Regions from separate parts of the Mus musculus genome. Here all the other regions are linked to region 2. Evidence: chromatin contacts called from public ChIA-PET and HiChIP or PLAC-seq data. All regions are on one chromosome and are shown on one strand. Each heading gives the region's core, a stretch centred on a gene start, on an enhancer-like site or on the middle of the called end of the contact. The rest is flanking DNA. Distances are from core to core; before and after follow the strand shown.

Region 1 (4,526 bases), core at 1,609-4,108, 200 kb after region 2:
AGAAACTCTTCAGTGGGTATGCGCTCTCTCTACAAATACCCCATAATAGAATGAAAGCCTCTGTAATTTCTACCAGAAAATGTGTGCTCCCTGAAAAGGTTCCTACTGACCCAGGAGAGTTAGCAGAACTGGTCTTCTCTGCTGGGAACCAGTAGTGAGTCTCTCCCTGGGGCACACGTGGGGCACATGTGCTAGGACAGGGGCCTTAGATGGCTCCCAGCTATCCTTAGATGCAATGGACATCTAGGATGTGAGTGGACTCCCACCTGAGACAGGTCCACAGACCTTAGCACACCCAACTCCATGACGGAAGTATCACTAAGGCTATTACACTCAGAGCATAGACAGCGCCATCTGCCAACATGAAAACAAAGACCTAGTCCATAGCTCTGGGACAATCTCGACACATGCTAGCCTTGCTTTTTGGCTTCTGTAGCAGTGCTTCTGGCTAACTGTTCTTACTAATTAAGATGTGGCGACTCAAAAAGCGGCTTTCAGGGGGCTGGTGAGATGGCTCAGTGGGTAAGAGCACCCGACTGCTCTTCCAAAGGTCCAGAGTTCAAATCCCAGCAACCACATGGTGGCTCACAACCATCCGTTACGAGATCTGACACCCTCTTCTGGAGTGTCTGAAGACAGCTACAGTGTACTCACACATAATAAATAAATAAATCTTAAAAAAAAAAAAAAGCGGCTTTCTTCCTGAGCAAGTCTTGGTGCTACACTGGAATCCCAAACATCGCTAATATAGACTTTCTATAGCTTAAGCCTGTGTCTGAGCCACCTTGTCCAATGAATGCCCCACACCACCATCCACTCAGATAGATTCTATTTTTTTTAAAGATTATTATTGTTGTTGTTATTTACATTTACATCCGTGCATGTGCTCACAGGTCAGCATGTTGTTGTTATTTACATTTACATCCGTGCATGTGCTCACAGGTCAGCAGGTGCCTGAGGCTGGAAGATTCCCTCATGCTACAGATGGTTGTGAGCCACTCAGTGTGAGTGCGGGAACTGAACTCAACTCCTCTGAGAAAGCAGCAAGCCCCCTTAAACCCTGAACCATCTCTCTTCGCCATCACCTATTCTTGATTCTAATGTGCAGACTCAAGTTGTAAACACCACTGCAGAGCTTTAAAAGGGGGGGGGGGTCGGGGAGGACAAGGAAGCAGTGTCCCTCAAGATTCAACGTGTGAACACACATGAATCACCTGGAGATTCTGTTCAAATGTTCTAATTCAGGAGTTCTGGGCTGAACCTGGGGATCTGGGAATCTTCCCTTGAAACAAGCTTGGCAGGGGGGCGGGCATGGTGATATACACCTGTAAACTCACCATTTAGGATTGAGAGGGTGTGGAATTCAAGGTTACCCTGAGCAACCCTGTCTCAAAAAGACCAAGCCAAAACAGACAAAAAAGGCAAAACAAAAACACCACCAGGTTTCCAGGAGCCACCCAGGCTGCAGCTCAGACTGCTCTTATGTAACTGTGTGGTAGCTTGAATGATGGGAAGTATGACTTTTCAGGCCAGCTGGGACCTTAGTTAACTGAGTTCTAAAAGGCTTGTTTTCTTGTCTATAGCACGAGGCAAGAAGGCCGAGAGCTTACAGCTCGATGTTTTCAAAGCCTTGAGTGCCTGCACATACACCATACACATGCACACATACAGACACACACACCCAGGGCAAGCAATAGTAACTACATTATAGAATGCCCGGCATGCTCACCCATGAAGCACATTTACCCCGTGGCAACAAATGCTAGCCTTTTGGCAGGATAGGAAACATTTGTTGAACGAATTATCAGCCAGGGATTTTTCTTTTTTTTTTTTTTTTTTTTTTCGAGACAGGGTTTCTCTGTATAGCCCTGGCTGTCCTGGAACTCACTCTGTAGACCAGGCTGGCCTCGAACTCAGAAATCCACCTGCCTCTGCCTCCCGAGTGCTGGGATTAAAGGTGTGTGCCACCACGCCTGGCTGGATTTTTCTAAGGGCCATTATTTCACCATCTACATTTTGCAAAAGAAACGGGAGCTCAGAAGTGGTGTTCAGTGACCTATTGTTACACGCCTAAGTCGCTAAACCGGAATCCAACCTAAATTTTGGGTTCTTTATCACTGTGAACCCATGGAGTTGTAGGGACCAGCGCAAGCCAGCATTCCTTCTCTGAAAGCCTTGCTTCCAGGCTAAGAGGTGACGCTCAGGGGATCGGTAGGTGGCAGCGGAGGGCTACGAGGCTGTATGAGTCACTTCGTTGCCTCACTCCCAGAGCCTGCGCAGAGACTTGGTTCCACAACTTTCCCTCCAGGCTATGCTTGGCTCGCGGGGTTCCCTAGTGGGAGACCTCAGGGACCCGTCAGACACTAAACAAGTTCATATACGAGTTCACCAAAATAAGTCTTTGTCGGCTGGGAGGTCTCTGAGAAAAGCAAGCATTCCTTTCACCAGGCACACTGAACTGTCACCTGGAGAGCCCAGCAAAAGAGAGGAAGGTAGGGATCTCTCTCGGATCCCCCTGAGCAGTTTAGGGACTCCGAGCCTCGGTGCACGCCCGCTGGCCCCGAGAAGACTCTGACCTCGGAAGGGCGTGAGGCGAAGTCCTCATTTACCAACGAAGACCTCTGGGAGTGGGGGGGACAAGTGAATTTAGGGAAAGTGTAGGGGTGGGGGCTAACCGGGCGGTTTCCATGACACCGGGGACGTCGGAGAGGAATGTACACCCCAACCTATGGCGAAACAAGAGCGGCGCCTTGCGAGCCCCGCTCAAGGAGGCAGGGGATCCTGGGTGGGAGGGGTTGAGGGGCGTGGGGAGCCGGGCAGGCCGGGGGGCGGGGCGGTCACGTGCGCCCGAGGGGGCGAGGCCCCAGCCTGCCCGGGAGCAAACCGAGCTCGCCCTGCCACAGTTCGCTGTTCAGGAGTCAAACTTTTTCCAGGACGGTCAACGCTTCATCTGGACAGCCTGGAACGCGTGGCAAGGCGTCTGCGGCCAACTTGGGGGACAACAGTTTGCTAGGGAGTGATCGTAGGAACCTGAGATCTCGATTTCTCCGCTAACAGAGGTGCGCTCCCGGAGAAGTGTTGCCTCAGCTCTAGGGGGACAGGCAAAAGGCTGCTGACCCATAAGACTGTAGGAGTCAGTACGTGCCTGGGATTCAGGAGCTCGTTGTGGTCATGGTGAATGAAAGTCTCAACCAGGAGGAGAGCAATGACAGACCTGCGCCAGAGTCGGAATTCCAGATGGACACCAGCTACTCCACCCAGCCCAGCGGCTCCATCCATCCCAGCGTCTCAGGCCACCCCAGCGTCTCAGGCCACCCCAGCGTCTCAGGCCACCCCAGTGTCTCCATCCATCCTAGTGTCTCCATCGACCCCAGCGTCTCTGTCCGTCCCAGCAGTTCAGCACTCCCCAGTACCTTGGCTCAACCCAGCGGTTTGACCCATCATAGTAGCTTGGTTAGAGAAGACAGCGTGATCAAGGTGAGCAAGCGTCGTTGGGTCGTGGTCCTGGTGTTCAGTTGCTACTCCTTGTGCAATGCCTTCCAGTGGATTCAGTACGGCTCCATCAATAACATCTTCATGAACTTCTACGGTGTCAGTGCCTTTGCCATTGATTGGCTGTCCATGTGCTACATGCTGACCTACATCCCTCTGCTCCTGCCCGTGGCCTGGATGCTGGAGAAATTTGGTCTTCGAACCATCGCTATCACCGGCTCAGCTCTCAATTGCCTGGGAGCCTGGGTAAAGCTGGGCAGCCTAGAGCCTCACCTCTTCCCGGTCACAATGGTGGGTCAGGTCATCTGCTCTGTGGCACAGGTCTTCATTCTGGGCATGCCCTCACGCATTGCTTCGGTCTGGTTTGGAGCTGATGAGGTTTCAACAGCCTGCTCCGTGGCTGTGTTTGGCAATCAGGTGAGTAGAGGGCGGGTGTGTGTGTGGACGGCTGTTCCAAAGAGAGAGAGCATCTCACCATGATGGGGCTGAGTATGTTAGAGGGTACCTGACGATGAGAGAAGCTGTAGTTTTCTGGTTCACAGACTTTATGACTCTTGGGTGGCTTTGTGGTTGGGTGTGGACTGACAGTGTAGTTGGGTGATTGTGACTGTCAGTGACATTGAAGATTAATGGGGCGGGGGTCACAAACAAAGGACTTTTTCTTTCATCCACAGTTTTTCCTAGCCTGTAGGAAGCATACTAATTAAAATATGATCGTTTTTTGATGGTGTTTCTCCCCAGCCTTTATCAGTACACCAGTTCCACCAATTTTAGGAATGCTGGTCTTTTCTCTGGTAGCAATCTTTGACTGCCAGGTGGCTGTTTAGGTGTCCTTGGTGGTTTTAGCTGGACCAGCCAGATTTGCTAGAACTCAAGATCCTCTGTGCACGAAACTGTGGGCTGGGCTGTTCTTACCTTTTACGCAGAGCTGAAACCAGGACACCTGGAACCAGGCTTTGCCCTAAACTCTCTGGGATTTAGAGCCAAGTCGAGTAGGAGAGAGTAGAAATCTCACTGCGAACTTCCAAGAAAGC
Region 2 (4,428 bases), core at 1,101-3,600:
AATAGAAAGCAAACCAGGATGGTGGGGAAAGGAGAGAATTTGACACGATGACTTTTTCCTAAAAGAAAAGAAAATGGGGTAGGGAGGAGGCATGGTCACTGCCCTGCACTGCCCACAGGGGACACCGAGCCTCTCTGTGGCGTTGCTAAAGTTAAAGCAAACGGAGTGGCCTTCACCTGGCACCCCAGGTTAGGGGACAACTGTCCCAAACTCAGCCACAATGCTTACTCACACATGCTTTGGGCAGTGGGAGGCTGGCGAGGAGATCATTTAGACCACAGCCCTACTGTCTCTTCAGTTCTTAAAGCGCATCCTCGAATCACAGCTGTTGATCTGAACCCTGTCCTCCGTGCTCCCGTGGAAATGTGTTCAATGAACTTACTCTGTTAAGAAGTTGAATGGAAAAAAAAAAAGAAAGAAAGACATAAAAAGGAAAGGAAACATGACTGGTCCTAGGTATGGTGGAGGAGAGAGTTTATTATGGATATGTGGGAGAGCAGAGCCAGAGGCAGGGACGTTTGGGAGAGCCCAGAGTGGTCGGGACCCTGAGCTATTTGAGGAAGGGCGAGGAGAAGGGATGGAGAACAGAGGAGCCAGGTGCAACAGCCAGGAGGCCCAGAGGCACAAAAAGAGCAGATATCTAAAGTGATGTGATTATATAGGGAAGAGCACCCTAGGTCCCCCTGGGCAGGACAGTTTAGGGTAGGGGGCAGGGTATGCCAGCCAGGAGGACCCTGTAATAGGTAGGGGCTGAGGGCTACAGAGAGAATCTGGAGGCCAGGAGGCGCCTCAGCTCTTTGTCTCAGGCTTGAAGTCTAACAGAAGTCATCAGCTCCCATCGAGGGATGTTCTAAGAGAATCAGTGATGCTCCTCATCACAGCCCCCCTGAGAATGTCATTTTCTGTTGTTGGCTTTGTTTTTGGAAGGACAAATGCAAGAACTTCTCTTAGGTCTTCACTCTGGGGGCTGCTGTATTTCTCAACACAGCCTTTATTTTCTGCGTGATATAAACCATGCACTCAACCATTCTAACCCCCACTCTTTTGCTTGGCTTGCTAGGAAGCTCATGTTCAAATCTACAGCCTCCTCCTGAACTCATGTAAAGACTCTCCCAACCTCAGAACAGAAATTTCTCCCTCAGACTCTTTGCCTTGCTTTTTCTTTTCCCTCTGTATTTCCTTACTTATCTATACTTTTGCTTTCATTATATTGTGGACATCTCTTAGAAATCATCTTAAGTTATTCTGGGAATGAGATGGTTAAATAAACACAAAGGTAGTGATGGGGGGCTTGCTTTTGCAAACCCGCTGGTAAGAAGAGTTGGGTGGCTTTGAACAACAGGCTATTCATAAGTACAGGGAATTTGCAAGGAACTCTGGAAGTCCCTGGGCTATTTATAGTTGCATTTTTAACAGATTCTAGAATCCGCTGAGTGGTGAATATGTGCCATTCTAACTGGAAAGGCAATTACCAAATTCCTTAGGAGTCCATTTGGCCAAGGCGTGGAAGCCCCTCTGCACTCAGGAGCAGGAGGCTCTGAGTAGAGCTGGGTTCCTTTGGTTAATACCTTCGTGTGGCCATTCAAAAGATCAAAGCTCAGACACTCAATCACAACCACTGATTTTGCAAATCCACAGCAACACTGGAGGGACTCCACACCCACCAAGTACTGAAGACAGCAGAGAGAAAGGGACCCAAGCCCTTATAAACGCAGAGTGTATGCACGTGACTGTTTCCCAATTAACACTCAACAGAGTCCTGGTGCCTTCATAGTGTCCTTTCTCAGCAGTGGGAAAAGAAACCCTCTGAGGCTTGAAATGACCTGATTGGGGTAAAATAATAAATAAATAAACAAACAAACAAATGCAAGAAGTAAAATTGTTTATTGTTTATTTATTTGTTGGTTGTGTTCAAGACAGTTTCTCGGTGTTAACCTTGGCTGTCTAAAACTAGCTCTGTAGATCAGGCTGCCCTTGAACTCAGAGATCTGTCTGCCTCTGACCCTCCCCCCCTGCAGAGCTGGGATTAAAGGTGTGTACAACACCACCAAGTTAAAATTATCTGTACATTATGCTAAGGGCTTGCCCACTTTACCTGTGCTCTAAAACCATAAGTAGGCTATGAAACCGCCTGGGATGAGATTTTAATGGAACCCAGGCTGCAGCACCAGGAAGGCACAGAGGCATAGTGGGGTAGAGTGAAGGAAGGGTTTAGTCTGCCAGGCACAAGTGCACCCAGCCTTCTGTCTTCTAACCACAAACTTTTTTACTTAGTACTGGGCCTGCCTGTCACAGCTGTCACGGGTGGTGGAAGTACTTCCCTAGACCTAAGGACACCTGCAAGATGGCGGGGGCCATCTGAGGTGCATCTGAAGCTGTCACTGCCCAAGTGTCATCCTCTGGAGTCATTACAGTGTGCCTGGGGCAGCCGTGACGGAAACAGAATCTCCCAGATGAGAGCTGTCAACACAACGACGTCCCCTCCAACGGAAGCAGCAGCTTTTGCAGTGGCCGTGACAGCTGCCGCAGCTTCTACAGTTAGACGGAGGTCTCTCTGGGCATCAGCTGCTGGGTTAGGGTCTCCCTGAGCAGCCATGAGGCACTGAAAGCAGCCTCTGCTCTTATAATGACAAGCTTCCCTGACTGCAGAAGGAGCAGCTAGTTCATGGGCAGTCTTGGAACTCCCAGGAAGGCACAGTGATGCTGTGCTTCCTGCTTTTCCTCTGAACCAGCTCAACCCAGTTGAGAGACACGGAGGCAGCCATGGTAGTCTCCAACCTGGCTTCTGTCCTTTCTAGACCTGGATGGTTGCCTGGGTGTTGCCTGGTCGCATTCTAGGCAGTCGCCAGTGTATCACGCTGTAAGAGGAAGATCCCACAGCTGTGTTGCTGAGGCTGTCCTTGAACTCCTGATCTTCCTGACTCCACTTCCAGACTTCTGGGATCATAGATATGAACCATCATGCCATCTCCTAGCCCTCTATTTTGCTATTGTTGTTGTTATTATTATATTTATGAAAACGAGAGCAAAAACTATAGAATAAACTCCAGAGGGAAGGAGCAGGCTTGAGCAAGCATGCCACTCAACAGCCTTACTTTTTATTTTGAGACAGGGTCTCAGTAACTTGCTCAGGCTGATCATGAACTTGTGATCCTCCTGCCTTAGCCTCTTGAGTAGCTGGGATTATAGGCCTATGTCATCAAGCTTGCTAATTGTGTATTTCAAAGGCACTAACAGAAAGGATTTAAATACACACACACACACACACATATATAAATATATAAAATTTTATTTTTATGAGTGTGTTTGCTTGCACATGTGTATGTGCATCATGTGCTTGGATGATGCCCACAGGGGTCAGAAGAGGATCTTGGATCCTTTGGACCGGGAGCTACAGATGGCTGCGAGCCACAGTGCTGGTGCTGGGAACTGAACCCAGGTCGTCTATAAGAGCAACACGTGTTCTTAGCTGCTGAGCCATCTCCCCAGCCCCTAGAAAGGAGTTGTATAATATCAGGGATTGCTTTTCTTCTGCTTAGTTCTATGACCTGATTTCCCTGCCTTAGATATAAGTAACTGGATGCTAAGAGGCAGCAGACATCGCGTCCAGTACAATTACTCTCCAGATAGCTTCCCTATTAAACAGGGTATTGTTGGGCAAGGTGGCTTACGTCTGTAATCCCAACAATCAAGGATGGGCAGAGGCCGGGGGACCACAAGCCACGGCTACATAGAGCGTTCTAGGCCAGTAAATTGCACGTCTGACTGTGCATTTGTATGCATATATATAGATTACATAAAATAAGAGCTACATAGTTTTGTGTATTACAAAGTTGTTGCCTTGAGTTCAGGCCCAGGATATATGGAAGAATACACCATAAACCTTAGGATCCACTTAAAGGGTCTGACCTTGTGGCACTGAGCCAGATGTGGGACTGCCAGCCATCTGCCCGTCCTATGGTGGAGTCTATCCCTAAGGACTCATAACCATTCCTCCCAATTTCTTTCTCTCCAAAATACGAGGCTGGGTTGCACGACATCATTTTAACTGACTGCTCAGAAGCTCATCACGCTCAATGATGTCATTATGCAAGTCAACCTGACTGGCATAAATGAGCATTTTTAAGGCGTGGGAAGGTGGGGGTGCTCCTGCCCATAAAAGCAGGGTCTTTTCTACAGGGTCGATAGACCTGTCTATGCCTTCCCACACATGCTTGGAAACCCAGACTGACAGCTCTGGGTGGCTGGGGGAAGGGTTGCCTGTGAGGATAAACCTGTCACTTAAATGACAGTGACTCCATTTTGAGATCCTGCTCTGATTAGGGGCAGGGGACAGAGTAGTTGGTGGGATGAAGTGTCGTTGCTTTTATTTATCCTCTCTCCAAAGACAAAACACAGAATCTGACTAGACTATACCTGGAGGCCTGG
Region 3 (4,349 bases), core at 965-3,464, 140 kb after region 2:
AACTCAGCAGCTGAGAGGTCTGGATGAGATCAGAGCTACTGTGGCCTTCTGGAATCTTCTGAATGACCTACAAACTCAGCCAAAAGCATGCCTGTTTAAAGCTCTCGTGAAGTCCTTGGTATGTTACACAGTGGAAACTTACTGATAAACTGTCTCGTTCAGGGGAAAAAGTCAAGTGTTTTGCCTGGCACATGGTGGGTGCTCAGGGGACGCTTGATTAAATAAGAAATTCCCAAATGCAGTTTGCCTTCCAGTGAAGAAAATAAGTTCTAAAACAATCAGCGGCTACGATAAGTGCTCTGAAACAAACAGGCAGTCGCAGTGGCTAGATCTGAGGATCTAGGGAACGGGGCACGGGCCTGTGGTTGGTTCTCTGGTTACTTTAGAATGAGGCAAAACTCCTCCCAATTGACTCCAAGAGCCTTGAGAGACGTCCCGGCTGATCCACGTACCGAACTTATCCCCTACCAGTCCCCTGCCACTCTCAGGACCTCTGATCCGGAGACACTGGGCTCTCTGGTGTTCCACCTCAGGTGTGTGCCTGGACCTTTCTTCACTTAGCCTCTCTGCTCCCCCTCAGGTTCCTGCTCACGTGTGACCCCTTCACCAAGCCCTTCCTGGCCAGCTTACAAAAGTGGCCACTCTTCGAATTCTCCTACCCTGCTCTATTTTTATCTGTGACACTTGACACTCCCTGATGTATTATGTCAGCTCAGTTGTTTTACCTGTCTGCTCTCACCACTAAATACAAATTCTACAAGGATTGACTTTTATTATTATTATTATTATTATTGTTATTGTTATTATTGTTATTATTATTATTTTGATAGGTTTGTCCTTAGAACAATATTGTCGTCAGGCAGAATTGTAATCAGTGGATACAAAAATGCTTTAGGAGCCATAACATATTGTCAGCCCTCAGATTAATCGAGGTGAGCATTTGAGCCACACTGGGAATAGAGTAAGAGCTTTTATTTTAATATGTGTGCGTGTCTTGCCTGCACATATGTATGTGCCCCGTGTCCATTTCCTGGTACCCGAGGAGTCAGGAAGAGGACCCCTGGAACTGGAGTAACAGATGATTGGGCCACTGTCTGGATGTTAGGACTAGATCCCAAGTCCTCTGGACGAGCAGCCAGTGTTCCTAACTGCTGAGCATCTTTCCAGTCCCCAAACTTTAAAAAAAAATAGCCAAAACACTGGGATGAGAATGGGACTGTTCACTAAAGCGACAAGCGTGTTCGTGTCATGGGACACATGCCAAACACCGCCACTCCACAGCATGCTTTACAGAGTGGGGGACATTCCTATTCAAATTGTCATCCCTCATTGCAGTAGCCCTGAAAGGTAGTAGGTGGGGCAGGTTTTAGGTGTGTGTGTGTGGTGGGAGGCTGGGGGGGGGGGGAGTAGGGATAGGGAGTCACTGGATTCTCATCATATCGATCTGACTCCAAGTCCAGAGCCTCTGTCCCTCATTTTGACGTTCTCTCCTTGTTGGGTTATGACGTCACTGACTTCTGAAGACTCAAGGTCAACCTTGAACTCCTGAAGGAGCCCCTCCACAGAAGGTAGGTATCCTTTCTCTAGGGAGAATGAAAGTGTCTTGCTAAGAGGACAGGGGATAGATAATAAACTTCTTTAGCATCGATTCCAGAGACTCCCCGAGACTCTCAGCTAGCCCCAACGTCTTGCTTGGTCATCTGTAAAAGGCAGTGCCCTCCTTTCTTTTTGTCCCCAGCCCACCGAACTGTCCTATAGGTGAAGGAGGAAGGCCGGTCATAAAACAGGATGGGCAGTTGCTTTCGGGTGAAACCCAGAAAGGGTCCTCAGGCTTGTCGCTGACTGTATTTAGATTTAAAAATCAAGGCCTGTGACCTGGAGGCTCTTTCCTGCTGCTCTCTGCCATGTTGACAGCAGAGAACTTGCTAATTCTGGCCGGGGATTTTCCCTGTGTGGCTGTTTTTCTTCTTTATCTTCATCAATTGAAGAGCGCTCGCTCTGCCTTTCAAACTGCCTGCCGGAAGATACTGGGGGTTTGTGTATTTTTTTTTCTTTCACCTAATTCTGTGGTCTTTTCCCAGATGTGTATTTTCTCTCTACCTTCTTTCTAACTTGTTGACGTTTCCGCCCATGTGACTTCCAGCTTGAATTACCAGAAACCACAAGAGAGGGCCTGTGCGCAAGCCCCAAAGCAGCGAGATGTCCCTGTGGGGAGCAGTCCCTCTGCACCCGAGAGAGAGGAGGACGCAGGGGTCTGTCAGAGGTTGCTGTTGGGCAAGCAGGGGAGGTACCTGTGGAAGGTGGTGTGCTGGTGGCCCCCTAGCAGTCAAGAAGGGGAGCCAGCTAGTGAGAAGATCGCCCAGAGGCATCTGGGACGGTGTGGGAGAGCCCGGAAGATTAGAACCATGCCTCACAGCTCCGACAGCAGTGACTCCAGCTTCAGCCGCTCTCCTCCCCCTGGCAAACAGGTACCCCCTTCGTCCCCCTCCCCCACGCCCCGCATGCCTTGCCTTCTGATTTTCCTGGGGTGGTAGAAGAGGGGTAGGCTCCCTTGTCCTGCCCAGGGAGCTCTGTCTGGGGAAGGAAGTAGCTCGTGGCAGGAACTCTCTAGCAGACTCTGGACCGTGTGGTGTTTGCTATACAGAGGTCCAAGGGCTGAAGCTTCGCATCCCGCCACAAAAGCCTCTCTTTCCAAGAGGTACCCCTCGTCTCTGCCACTTAGGTTCCCACCGTGAAACTTTCTAGGAAGCTGGGGGCAGGGTGAATATCACAGAGCTTAGAAGTATGGTCAACCATAAGCAGAGGAATGTTCCAGTAGATCGCTGCTTCGGGCTCCACCCAAATCCTAGAGTTGTAGCTTTCCAGGAAAAAACCAAGCAAGTGGCAAGACAGAACCGAGGTCAGGGAAGAGAAATATAGCAAATCAAAGCAAGGTAGACAGGAGGAGAAGAGTGGCAAGATCTGCCTGCGGATTGCCTCGGTAACTCCAGCAGTCCGTGGGAAGGGAGGCTAAAGCTACAACCTGTATCTTTCCCCCCCACCCCCCATGTGGCTTCCAGATAGAAGAAAGAAGGCCATGGTCCAGGAGGCGTGTCAGAGACTTTCACTAGTAGCTAATATCATCCCTGAAAAACCAGGGATGGAGGGAAAGATTCTGAGACTCTTAGACTCTTGACTGATACCAAGCCGAAATGTCTCAGACTGAAAGATGCCTCCGATGGGATGCCTTTCTCACCTTGTGGTTTCTGGGTCTCTCTACCACGTTCCTGATGCCCCTTGTTCTAGACATTTCTCCTCCTCATCCAACATAGACCCACGGATTAAACTTTTTTACATCTCATCTTAAAAACTATATTCTTTCCTTAGCACACATATTGGGAGGGGCTCAGAGGTAGAGTGTTTGGCTCACACACATCCAGGGGGCTGCAAAACGCTACAAACAAAATAAACGTAAACTACCTGACCACCGGCTCCCACATCTGTCACAAGCCCTCACCAAAAGCCATACTGGTGAAGACCTCAAGAGGGAGATAGTCCCTCGCTCACGATGGTATCAGAGCAACTCAGACTGCCTGGAAGATGGTACCCCAGTCTCTTCTTAAGAAGGAAATTACTCACAGCTTCCATGGCAACCTAGTCCCTTAGCACATTAAAGGAAGAATATATCCTTGCCCTCTCTAACCCAATGTCCGTTTGCTAGAATGACCTGGAAAGTTTGAGTAAAGAGGGAAGGGAATCAGAACCTGACCCAAGGGTCTTTGCCCCTCAGGCCAGTGGAGGTAGGTGACAGGGTGGGGGTTGCAGAAGGGCTTCTCTTCCCTGATCTTCTATAGGAGATACTTAGAAAGCACTCAAAGAGCACTGTGTCCTCCAAAGCACCCGTCAGTGGCTCACTAAAGCAGGCGACCTGCACTTCATAAAATGATTTGGTGGTGGTGGTGGTGGGGTTACCTCATCTGTAGCAGGCATCATGTTCAGGACTAGGAAGGTCTCAAGATGTCTGCACAATGATGGACCGAATAAAACAGATCTGGGCGGCGCCCTCTGCCTAGGGGTGCAGCACAATGAAATTAATAGTCAAGGGGGAATTCTCAGAAAGGATTGAGCATCAGTGCCAGAAAGATGTCATACCCCTGGATGTCCATGAGCTCAGGGATCAGGGTGGAGAGCCTCAGCTTCGTACTGTGTAAAATAGAAAAGACGGTGCCTGCTCAGAAAGCTGGGGAGTTGAAGCATAGCGTCTCCGAACGCGCTTGTACAGAAGTTGGCACATGGTAAATGCTCAGCGGAGTTTTCAAAGACAACAGCAAAAGGAGCATCAAGAAGGTTTAGCATGTGCGCACACATGC

The links. ChIA-PET counts read pairs in DNA pulled down with a chosen protein or histone mark. HiChIP or PLAC-seq counts read pairs in DNA pulled down with a chosen protein or histone mark.
Region 1: a contact with region 2 is called in an RNA polymerase II ChIA-PET map of memory CD8 T cells, with 8 read pairs. The contact joins the promoter of Flvcr2 here to the enhancer-like site in region 2. A contact is called at or near these places in 3 of 39 promoter capture datasets (embryonic stem cells, epiblast stem cells and trophoblast stem cells), 2 of 484 Hi-C or Micro-C datasets (CD4 T cells and bone marrow-derived macrophages) and 3 of 115 datasets of contacts at active chromatin or transcription factors (memory CD8 T cells, microglia and stem cell-derived neural progenitor cells).
Region 3: a contact with region 2 is called in an H3K27ac HiChIP or PLAC-seq map of double positive thymocytes, with 6 read pairs. The contact joins the promoter of Batf here to the enhancer-like site in region 2. A contact is called at or near these places in 5 of 39 promoter capture datasets (embryonic stem cells, liver, pre-B cells and 1 more), 2 of 484 Hi-C or Micro-C datasets (bone marrow-derived macrophages and nephron progenitors), 4 of 115 datasets of contacts at active chromatin or transcription factors (double positive thymocytes, embryonic stem cells, microglia and 1 more) and 2 of 9 other capture datasets (adipose tissue and pancreatic islet).

What each region holds. Positions count from the first base shown.
Region 1 is chr12:85,743,681-85,748,206 of GRCm38.p6, forward strand. Flvcr2 (feline leukemia virus subgroup C cellular receptor 2) reads left to right here and starts at 2,859. Exons shown (of 10, transcript NM_145447.2): 1 at 2,859-3,909. The coding sequence starts at 3,172.
Region 2 is chr12:85,543,526-85,547,953 of GRCm38.p6, forward strand. No RefSeq gene overlaps it. Among named protein-coding and RNA genes, the nearest start is that of Gm32296, 16 kb to the left of the region's middle. Within about 2 kb of position 2,351, at least 56 of the 459 cell types and tissues checked have an H3K27ac peak or open chromatin away from gene starts, as enhancers often do. A contact at or near this core is called in double positive thymocytes, memory CD8 T cells and thymic regulatory T cells, where this site is marked.
Region 3 is chr12:85,684,506-85,688,854 of GRCm38.p6, forward strand. It overlaps Batf (basic leucine zipper transcription factor, ATF-like), which reads left to right and starts at 2,215. Exons shown (of 3, transcript NM_016767.2): 1 at 2,215-2,468. The coding sequence starts at 2,406.